Linked DNA regions of Mus musculus: region 2 is linked to region 1. Evidence: chromatin contacts called from public Micro-C data. All regions are on one chromosome and are shown on one strand. The core of a region is the stretch at or near the end of the contact, and the rest is flanking DNA. Distances in the headings are between cores, read along the strand shown. Region 1 holds the start of Abca5 (ATP-binding cassette, sub-family A (ABC1), member 5). Region 2 holds the start of Gna13 (guanine nucleotide binding protein, alpha 13).

Evidence for each region. A called contact is a pair of places that touch in the nucleus more often than the background predicts.
Region 2: a Micro-C map of embryonic stem cells shows a contact between it and region 1, with 10 times the contacts expected there. The contact joins the promoter of Gna13 here to the promoter of Abca5 in region 1. A contact is called at or near these places in 9 of 39 promoter capture datasets (the 3T3-L1 cell line, cranial neural crest, embryonic stem cells and 5 more), 6 of 484 Hi-C or Micro-C datasets (CD4 T cells, embryonic stem cells and olfactory sensory neurons), 14 of 115 datasets of contacts at active chromatin or transcription factors (the NIH/3T3 cell line, astrocytes, bone marrow-derived dendritic cells and 9 more) and 3 of 9 other capture datasets (adipose tissue, embryonic stem cells and liver).

Annotation. Positions count from the first base shown.
Region 1 is chr11:110,336,463-110,341,872 of GRCm38.p6, forward strand. Abca5 (ATP-binding cassette, sub-family A (ABC1), member 5) reads right to left here and starts at 1,254. Exons shown (of 39, transcript NM_147219.2): 1 at 1,023-1,254. Gm39445 (a long non-coding RNA gene) reads left to right here and starts at 1,376. Exons shown (of 3, transcript XR_880289.1): 1 at 1,376-1,822; 2 at 2,326-2,397; 3 at 3,443-3,543.
Region 2 is chr11:109,359,250-109,364,577 of GRCm38.p6, forward strand. Gna13 (guanine nucleotide binding protein, alpha 13) reads left to right here and starts at 3,545. Exons shown (of 4, transcript NM_010303.3): 1 at 3,545-4,007. The coding sequence starts at 3,725. It overlaps Gm11696 (predicted gene 11696), which reads right to left and starts at 4,405. Exons shown (of 2, transcript NR_038097.1): 1 at 3,857-4,405.

The DNA.
Region 1 (5,410 bases), core at 4-2,503:
AACAAAATGATTACCTGGCATGTAACGAACATATTAATAAATTTATGCAAAATTTAAGAGTTCCCTATGTTTAATAGAATTTGAAGTTTTGCATTATCAAGGACACATCTGCCTAAATGACCCACATTCAAAGATCACTGTCTCTTAAATCTGCTTTCAGGATAAACACACACAAAGTGTTCTCATAATGTTCTTATCTATTGAGTCTTCTCTGACGAGACATAAAAATGCTCTCTGGGCAAACATAAAATAGAGTGAGGAAAGCACCAGGATTAGAGAGTCTGGAATCTCAGAGGGAGAATCTCAGTACCTCATTTTTTTCCCCAGCTGGGACCTTAATAAAGTTATTTAACCTCTTTAAGACCCATATTTCCCACACAGAGTACCATCTCCAACCTCAGAGCAGCTGTCAAGATGAAGTAATACTGACCCTGGCTCTGAGCCAGGATCTAACCTCATCTGGGGCTCCAGAATGTCCTTAATTTTTGTCCTCAGACTTGATTCTTTGAAAACGTAAAGCGAAGCTTTTAGAGAGCTGGGGCGAAAATCCTCAACTCCGACTGCCCCAGAGGCCGCTGTCCCCCATGGACCTCGCTTTCTCCTCCTCCCTGAAACCTTTCCGCGCCTGGGAATCTTCGTTAGCTATGTTTGGGGAATTCAGATTATTTTCAACCCCAAAACCGTGTCACGAGCTCTGCGGCTTTTCCTCTCACCCCGAGTCCTCTGGTCACACATGATCCGCTACCCGATCTGCGCCCCAAGTAGGGCGATGCTCCTGAGCCCTCAGGGGGAAAACTGACTTCGGTTTGGTTTGGGCTTTTATTTAATTTCGGTTTGTCCTTTCTTTTCCTTCTGCCTCTCTAGAAGTTCTGAGGATGTCGCTAGCCCAGGGATCCCTGTCAGCGCCCGCCACCCGCCAGCATCCTCCGGCTCCCCGCGGCCCGCCACACCCTCCCCTCTCCTCATTCCCTAGCTGCTCGGCCATCTCCACGGTCCATGCCCCGTCCCCGCCGCCGCGTCACCTCTCTCCGCAGACACGAATGGCGAGCGACCTCGAGCGCCGCGGGCCTCGGCGTCTCCTCACCCCGGCGTCGCAGCCGCAGCGCTGTCAGGCCCAAGCCGCGAGCTTACCTGCGGCGACCGCGACCGCGGTAAGTGACGGAGCTCGGAAATTCTGCGCGGAGACGCGGTCCGCGAGGCCGAGCGCGCGCGTGCCCGCCGCCCCGCTACGCCGAGAGAGCCGCGCGCGCCGCCGGAGACACGCCCCCTGCCCGCCCCTGAATGCACCTGAGGGCGGGGCGTGCGTAATGCGCGTGCTCCTGGAGCTCGAGACGGGAGCGCGCTTGGGGGCGGGGCTACTGGGGGCGGGGCTCCGGCGGAGGTGAGCGCGGCGAACGAGTCGCAGAGTACTTGGTTGGACCTGCCGACTCTAGCTCAGGTGCTCAGAACCTCCTGGGGAGCTCGCCGCACCCTCCACCGAGGCTCGATGGGTTTGAGGAGACTTCTGTCGCCTCAAGAAGGACGGCCTTGGTTCTCCACCCTCCCATCTGCCTCTGTTCCCTTGTATTTAAAGAGTTGATAAAAGTCTGACACTCCTCCCTCTTGCTGCAGCGTCCTCCCTCCTCGTTTCTGTAAAGACTGCCTTCTCCTCTCCAACCTCAGACTACCACCTTGAACATCCTACCGGTTCCTTCAAACATCCTCCGAAAATCTGCAAGTGTTGACTTCTGGCAAAGACTATATACCACGCTTAATTTTTACTTAAAATGCAAACTGATGTTTGGAATGTCGTTACCCAAAGTGATCGAAACAAGGGCCAAAGGTATTGCAAAGTAAAGTTCACAATACCAAAATTACACATCCCTGAGGAAGACTGATCCTTTCTTATCCAGAAGCCACAAACTGCCAATTCATAACACACACACACACACACACACACACACACTATTCATGCTGGAATTTTTGCTGGCTTGATACTGAATGTGTCTGGTGTGTGCAGTCCCCAGTGCTATGTGTTACAGTTACTTTCGAAAACATCTTCAGCTCTGTGAATGTGAACATTCATACATATTTTGTGTATGTGTGTGTAGTTCTCAAATTGAAAACTAAGTCTATAGAATGTGTTCTGCTTTATTATAGATGTGGACGTTTTGCCTGCATGTGTGTGTACACTATCATAGAGCCTGACACAATGATATCTTTCCTCTCAAACACCCCACTTGGCACCATAGTATCCCTTTCACTGTCTTACATGCTAATCTCTTCAGCTACATCATATGTAGCCTGAAGTTAAGAACTTTTTCTTATACCAATTTAAATTTTCAGGTCTTGCGAATCATAAACTATGGTAAATACTGCTAATAATACTACTGATGAGAGAAAACACCTACAAGAAAGGTATGTAAATATTTTTATCTTCACAAAAAATACCTACTCACTTAACAAAATTGCACCCATAGAAACAGAAAATATTAAAATTCTATTATAGGAGTGGACTTGTAGTTCAGTGATAGTCTGCTTGCCTAGATTGTACAAGGTCCTGGCTTTAAACCCCAGCAACACACACACACACATACGACTTATAAAATGGACAACAAGATTATAGGCTTGTAAGAATAACATAGAACACAGAGAAAAATATTTTAAATAAAAAAATTACTACAAATTAATGTGTAGGTTGTGACATATTTTACTGCCTCTACGCAAACTATTTATCAGACTATTTATATCTTGTAATCAGGCTGGTCACACGATGTCTGCCTAAATGTCCACAACTACCAGGTTTTAATAGTAAAACAGCGGCCAGAGAGAATGATGCTTCCTTCCACCCTTCTGTATCTAGGAAATAGAAACAAGCAATAAGCACATCTTGGTTGTCATGGTGGCAACTGAAATCCCCACACCTCATTAATAGACCTTATAGACAAATGAACCATGTGGGAGTTCCTAGATCATAGGAGTTGCAGCTTGAGACTTAAGAAGCTCGGTGGCTATGGGAAATTAACAGTGGGCCACAGTTCTCACCAATATTTAACATGGAGTAAGAGGCCAAATCTTGCCACATAGAGTATTAACTTACAACCTGATGAACAATGGCTACGTGTGGCCGTGCTTTTGCTTGCCAGACATCAAAGACTTGTTTAAATGGATTTTTCTAGACCATTTTGCTAAAATTAAGATGACTAAATCATTTGGGGTGGGGCAGCAAATGAAAAATGGCCTCCGTGGGATTGTATATTTGAATGTTTGGTTCACAACTGGAGGAACCGTTTGGGGAAGGATTGGGAGGTGGGCCTTCTTGAAGGACATTTGTCAGTGGGACAGGCTTTGAGGTTTCAAAAGCCCACAATAGGCTCAGTGTTCTCTCTCTCTCTCTCTCTCTCTCTCTCTCTCTCTCTCTCTCTCTCTCTCTCTCTCTCCCTGCCTGTAACTGGAAGATCAGATGAGAGCTCTCAGCGACTGCTCCAGTGCCATGCCTGGCTGCCTGCTGCCATAGATCCACCAGGATGCTCAAGGGCTAACCTTCCAAAACTGCAAGCAAGACGCCAATTACATGCTTCCTTTTCCAAGTTACCTTTTCCAAGGTGTCTCCTCACAGCAAGAGAACAATAACTAAGTCATTACTGTAACAGCTTTGTGTCTGATACGTATAGTATAGTATAGTATAGTATAGTGTAGTGTAGTGTAGTATAGTAGTATAGTATAGTAGTTCACATTATTATTTTATTTTATTTTTTTGGTTTTTCGAGACAGGGTTTCTCTGTGTAGCCCTGGCTGTCCTGGAACTCACTCTGTAGACCAGGCTGTCCTCGAACTCAGAAATCCACCTGCCTCTGCCTCCCAAGTGCTGGGATTAAAAGCATGTGCCACCACTGCCCGGCTAGTATTTCACATTATTAACAGTATGTTTGGAACAATATGTACCATTTTAAAATCTTACTAAACATTATTGTTATTTGCCATTTCTGAAAGTCAAAGTGGCTTCTAGAATAGCTGTAATTTGATTTTTTTTTCAAATAGATAATCTTGATTTAGCATAATGCATGACTAAAAAAAAAAATCAGACTAGGCTATCAATGTAGAAAAAGAGCCAAAAATTAAGGAAGATCTCAGAAGATGGAAAGATCTCCCATGCTCGTGGATTGGCAGGATCAACATTGTAAAAATGGCTATCTTGCCAAAAGCAATCTACAGATTCAATGCAATCCCCATCAAAATTCCAACTCAATTCTTCAACGAATTGGAAGGAGCAATTTGCAAATTTGTCTGGAATAACAAAAAACCTAGGATAGCAAAAAGTCTTCTCAAGGATAAAAGAACTTCTGGCGGAATCACCATGCCAGACCTAAAGCTTTACTACAGAGCAATTGTGATAAAAACTGCATGGTACTGGTATAGAGACAGACAAGTAGACCAATGGAATAGAATTGAAGACCCAGAAATGAACCCACACACCTATGGTCACTTGATCTTCGACAAGGGAGCTAAAACCATCCAGTGGAAGAAAGACAGCATTTTCAACAATTGGTGCTGGCACAACTGGTTGTTATCGTGTAGAAGAATGCGAATCGATCCATACTTATCTCCTTGTACTAAGGTCAAATCTAAGTGGATCAAGGAACTTCACATAAAACCAGAGACACTGAAACTTATAGAGGAGAAAGTGGGGAAACGCCTTGAAGATATGGGCACAGGGGAAAAATTCCTGAACAGAACAGCAATGGCTTGTGCTGTAAGATCGAGAATTGACAAATGGGACCTAATGAAACTCCAAAGTTTCTGCAAGGCAAAAGACACCGTCAATAAGACAAAAAGACCACCAACAGATTGGGAAAGGATCTTTACCTATCCTAAATCAGATAGGGGACTAATATCCAACATATATAAAGAACTCAAGAAGGTGGACTTCAGAAAATCAAATAACCCCATTAAAAAATGGGGCTCAGAACTGAACAAAGAATTCTCACCTGAGGAATACCGAATGGCAGAGAAACACCTGAAAAAATGTTCAACATCCTTAATCATCAGGGAAATGCAAATCAAAACAACCCTGAGATTCCACCTCACACCAGTCAGAATGGCTAAGATCAAAAATTCAGGTGACAGCAGATGCTGGCGTGGATGTGGAGAAAGAGGAACACTCCTCCATTGTTGGTGGGAGTGCAGGCTTGTACAACCACTCTGGAAATCAGTCTGGCGGTTCCTCAGAAAATTGGACATAGTACTACCGGAGGATCCAGCAATACCTCTCCTGGGCATATATCCAGAAGATGCCCCAACTGGTAAGAAGGACACATGCTCCACTATGTTCATAGCAGCCTTATTTATAATAGCCAGAAGCTGGAAAGAACCTAGATGCCCCTCAACAGAGGAATGGATACAGAAAATGTGGTACATCTACACAATGGAG
Region 2 (5,328 bases), core at 2,295-4,794, 970 kb before region 1:
CCTTTGTGGATAATCCTGATTTTTGTCAACAGGCCAAAGTTACTTGGCACAGAGACGGGTAAATAAGCTAAGTAATACTGTTTTTCAAAAATTTAACATAAACCATGACTACAAGACAGAAGTCTTTCAGCTCCTGAAGGATTGTGAATCGATTTCGAGGGTGATAACAGACAGGGAAGGGCTCCTTCCTGCGTCTTGCCAATAAACTTTGACCTTCCAGAAAGAACGAAGCAACTGCTCAAAAGTCCTATCATTGTAACCCAGCTCGGGGGCAGGGCAGGCCCAAACCACTATTTTGCATATGGATTAACTGGCTGGTCAGGATAGCGACCTTTCCTAAGAATGAACATTTGGATCTGCTAGAAACAGCATCTAGCAGGCTCAATTCTAACCGATAGACTCTGCCTTCCCTTAGAAGTTGGGCTGTTTTATTTTTCCCCTCTATGAAAAACACGGTGACTGAAATATCGCCAGTGCCATGACAGTGTAAGGGAAGGCAGCCCCTTCTGCTGCAAATCACTTCCACCACCACAGTTTAAACACAGTGGCGCTGCCATTCGGGACAGGTTGCACACTGTAGCATTCTCATTCATTAGATGCTACATAGCGGCCCTTTCTTTCATTAATGTTACAGACTGCAATACTTCCAGAACTCCAGCGTCAGCTGATGTCAAGTATCATTTATGTAACAAAGCTCTTCCTTAATTCACCTTTTCTTCCTTCCATGCTGAGATCCACTTTACATATGGTTTGGCCATTTCCACATACGCAGCTCAGCACTTGGTACAGTCACAGTGGTCTGTCACCACCGCCACTATCTGTTTTCCAAATACTCAAAACAATTCATTAAGTACTCCCCATTCGCCCCTGCTTCTCAAGCCCTGGCAACTACTTCTTTCTGTTTCTGTGGGTTTACTTAGTCTGGACATTTCACAGAATCCAAACCATACCATGAGTGCCTCCCACACTGAGGGTGATATTTTCCAAGCTGATTCTTGTAACATGTATCAGTGTATGTGTGGCGTATGTGCGCACCTGTAGGGAGGGGCACATGTGTGGACTTGTGAGTGCACATTATCCGTTGAGACAGAATCTCTCACTTGGACCCAGAACTGGCTGCTTGAGGTAATCTAGCTAGTCAGCCAGCTCTGGGAATCCTGTCTCTGTCTTCCAAGCCACCCAGCCCACCTGGCATTTTTGTGGGCTCCGGGAGATCCGGGCTACAGCCCTCCTGCTTGAACAGCAGGCACATAAATCACGGAGCCACCTCCTCAGCCCCTTCTTTCGGCACTTTTACTCTTTTTTATGACTGCACGATCTGTTGCTTGGATGAATCACATTTTGTTTAGCCATTCATTTGCCAATGGGCATTTGGGTCGTCTTAAGTGGTATTCATTTATTTTGTTGTTGTTCTTAACAGCGCTGCCAGGACCATGGGTGTCCACGTTTTTGCCTGAGCAGCGTGCTGGGTTTTCTGAGGGTACACACCTCGGAGTGGACCTGCCTGGTCACGTGGTAGTTCTATGTTTAGCTTTTGAAGAACCACTAAACGGACTCACTTTTATGCTTATGATTTACAAAGTGTCTTGATCACCAGTTACACAAAGCAGCCAAACCCCAGCCCGGGCTTTAAACGTTTCTTTTCAGAAACCCTGATTAGGGCAGCCAGGCTCAACCCGAGCCAAATTTGTTCCAAGGCGAGGTTCCACTCAGGACTTTGAACAGCCTCCCTGCTGTGTTACATGTCCCGACAAGAACTGGCCAGGCAGGAATCCCTTCCTGCCTCCTAGGCATCCTTGCTTTTCCACTCTGTTGTGTACACCTCAGGAAAACGAAGATGCTTAATCTAACGTACGCATTTCCCTCCTCTGTTTCTGCTAATGAATTCGGACTAGAACATGGAGGTAATTCAGGGCCTTGGTGTCTACCTGTCCTGGGTAGAAGCTGGCCTTTTCACGGCCCTAGAACAGGGTATCCCTAACAGTGATCAAGGTATATACAGAGATCAACCATCTATGACAGACTTTGGTCACAAATCAGTCCTGACTTTAGCAATCCACAGATGCTGGATGCGAGCTCAGCCTACTTTGCACACAGCCTACTCTGTGGGCTCAGGTCCGCTCGCGGTCTCAGTGGATGTAACAGGAGACAATTCTACTACATGTATTGTTTACTGCAGCCAGTGTAGTGAGTGAGTCGTGAGCTACCCAGTCATTGGCCCAAATGGACAGTAACTGATGGACTGACTTATAGTGCTGGTTTTTAAAATTTTAAACTTGTGCATGTCACGGTGTTGACCTCTTTACCCCAACTCCCTAACACACAGGAAGTTCCCAAGTTGCACACGAGTCAGGTCCCAGGAGCAAAACCAGACAGGCATCAACTTTGAAACTGACAAGAATGAAGAAGTTGGCTTCTGAGGTCCTTGCTACAGTCATTCAGCTGTCACTAGTCACGTGTTCCCCAGGAGTCTCTTTTTCAGGTGTTCTGGCCTGATCTGCTGGTATGACAGAAAAAAAAAAGTTTCTTGTCTGTCATATCCTCTGTAATCCGGCAGGAAACCCAAAATGTGCCTGCTGCAGTCCTAGGCTGAGCGCTTATCTGCTTCCTTGGGAAGAACGTGCATCAGAGTGTCCGGTTTAGGGGGATTTTCAACATGACCTCACCCTCTCCACCATTCACTGACCTCAGAAGGCATTACCCAAGTCACAAGTGCAGCTCGGATGGGAATCTAATGAGTGAGCCAGCCGCCAGCGACCTTCCTGGCACATCTCACGAGAACATCAACTCCAACTTCCCCTCAAACCAGGGCAGGTTATCAATAGTGCCCTGAGCTGCTAGGGTGAGGTGTTGATCAATAACGACATCTGACATCTACTTATCCTTCCAGATTCGGGATGGTTAGGATGACAAGGGGGCGGGGAAGGGTCGCTGCTAATTAAACGCACGATCTTGAAGGAAAGCTCTTGCCTGCCGGTAATACCAGAAACGGACAGGGAGGCTGAAGCAAGACGATTGTCACAAATTTAAGCCAACTTGGGCCGCAGGGATCTTGTCTCAAGAGTTAAAACAAAACAAAACAAAACAAGGCAAACTGTAACGAAGGAAGGCTTGCACTGGTCGGGTGCGGGGATGTCCCAGCCAATGGTCTCAAAATAGGTCGCGTGAAGGTGACAGCAAGCGGCGGGCGAGTAACTATGGGAAAGGGCAGTGGGATCTGTAGTGAGAAAGATGCCCCAGCGGAAAGGGGTCAGGATGGGCTTTGCTTACTCGCCTCGGGGCTCCGGGAAGCGGTGGCACTAAAGGGAAACAGAAACTCTGGATCCGCAGGCGCGCGCGCCCAGCCTGGCCCACGTGACCCGGGCTCCGCCGCTCTCCGAGCGCGCTCCCGGCTGCACAGGAGCGCGTGACTCCCGCCGCTGCCGCTCCCTCCTCCGCTCGGCGTGCCTGCGTGCGCGTACCCGAAAGGCAGCGGGCACGCGCACGCCCAGAGGGCCGCCGCCCCTCCCCGGGCCCGCCCTCCCTCCCTCCCTCCCTCCCTCCCACCCTCCCCCGGCCGGCGCGGCCCGCCCTGGCGAGTCAGTCCTCGGGTTCCCTCCCTCCCCGGGCGCGCTCGGGCCGCCGCTGCGCTCCCCGCCCTCCAGCCGCCTTGCCGGAGCCGCCCGCTGCCGGAGGAGGAGGTGGAGGAGCCGCAGGGGCCCGCCGAGGCGGCGGCGGCGGCAAGATGGCGGACTTCCTGCCGTCGCGCTCCGTGCTGTCCGTGTGCTTCCCGGGCTGCGTGCTGACGAACGGCGAGGCCGAGCAGCAGCGCAAGTCCAAGGAGATCGACAAATGCCTGTCGCGGGAGAAGACCTACGTGAAGCGGCTGGTGAAGATCCTGCTGCTGGGCGCGGGCGAGAGCGGCAAGTCCACCTTCCTGAAGCAGATGCGGATCATCCACGGCCAGGACTTCGACCAGCGCGCGCGCGAGGAGTTCCGCCCCACCATCTACAGCAACGTGATCAAAGGTGCGGGGCGCGGCGGGGCTCGGGGACCCCTGGGGAGCCGGGCCGGGCACCGCCCTCATCCGCCGGGTCCCCAGTCGGAGGAGACCGAACGGGATCAGATCGGACGGGCGAGCGGGTGGGCGCGCCTTGGGCACCGTTCTGTGCGCCCTGTTGCCCTGGTCCCTTCGATCCGGGACGCCCCGCTGTCCCCCCCGTGCTACCCCGGTGAGGGTCACGGTCGGCCCAGCACTCCGCGGCTGGCCTCGCCCCCTCCAAGAGGGAAGTGCGGCGAGTAGGGTGACTCGGGGCAGCGGGGCAACTTGTGTCCTCCCTGCACTCCGGGCAAGACCACCCATCAGTAGCCCCAGGTCCTACACTCCCTATCCCTTCCTATCCTTCTTTCCTTTCTGCCCGTCCCTGGTGGGTGACCCTAGTAACCGGGTATGTTACCCTTCCAGCTTTGGGCTTCCTAGGCCACCTCTTGACTTAAGCAAGTTCTGGAACGGTTGTAATGAGGAAACTTTTTTTTTTTTTTTTTTTTTTTTTTTACCCTGAGACTCTTGTCAAGGGCATAGAGTGACAGCCTCTAGAGCCTTTTGGGGCAAGAGTATGAAACTCACGTTTACTGAACTGGCATCAGGAAAGTCTATTAAAAAAAATTAGCGCGAGTGGTTTTATCGGCTCATTGCTACAGGATGTTTGTAATCACAGTTCAACATGTTGCACACTTTTTTTTTTCTTAATAACTCGAGACAGGAGAAAAAAACAGTATCATTTCATATCATTTCTAATGCTTTCATGAATTTATGTTTAAATACATGTGCTGGACTGCATGGTGGGCTTCACAAATCCTGTTGAACAGTATTTTAAATACTGTTCCTTAAGTGAAAACCACCCAATATTTTTATTCCTTAGTGTTCAAATAAGTTGCAGAGGTGGCTTTTATTTTTATCATTTAAAAGAATCATCTTGTTTTTTTTAATTTTTTTTTCTTTAGTGTCAGGTATTTTCTACCTAAGAGAAGTTGGCAGAGTTGAGGCACAGCAGCACATCAGAAAACAGATTTCTGAGTGGTTAAGGAGTCACCCTATTAAATCTAGGGCTTGGAAGCAAACTTTAATTTTGTAGGTCTTTTCAAGGAGTTGTGTGACTTTTTTTTAAGCATATTTTTTGTTGTTCAAGAAGAACATAAGCAAACTCCCTCATGGGTCCGTTCCCCCCACCCCCTTCAGTGTTTCAAGTAGGGAAAGACTAGAGAAGATGCTTTGCCAGGCAGAGAGGGGAGAGGGCGAGGCCAGGAGCTCACAGTCCATGTCTTGCCCTTACCCTTGTACCTTTGCAG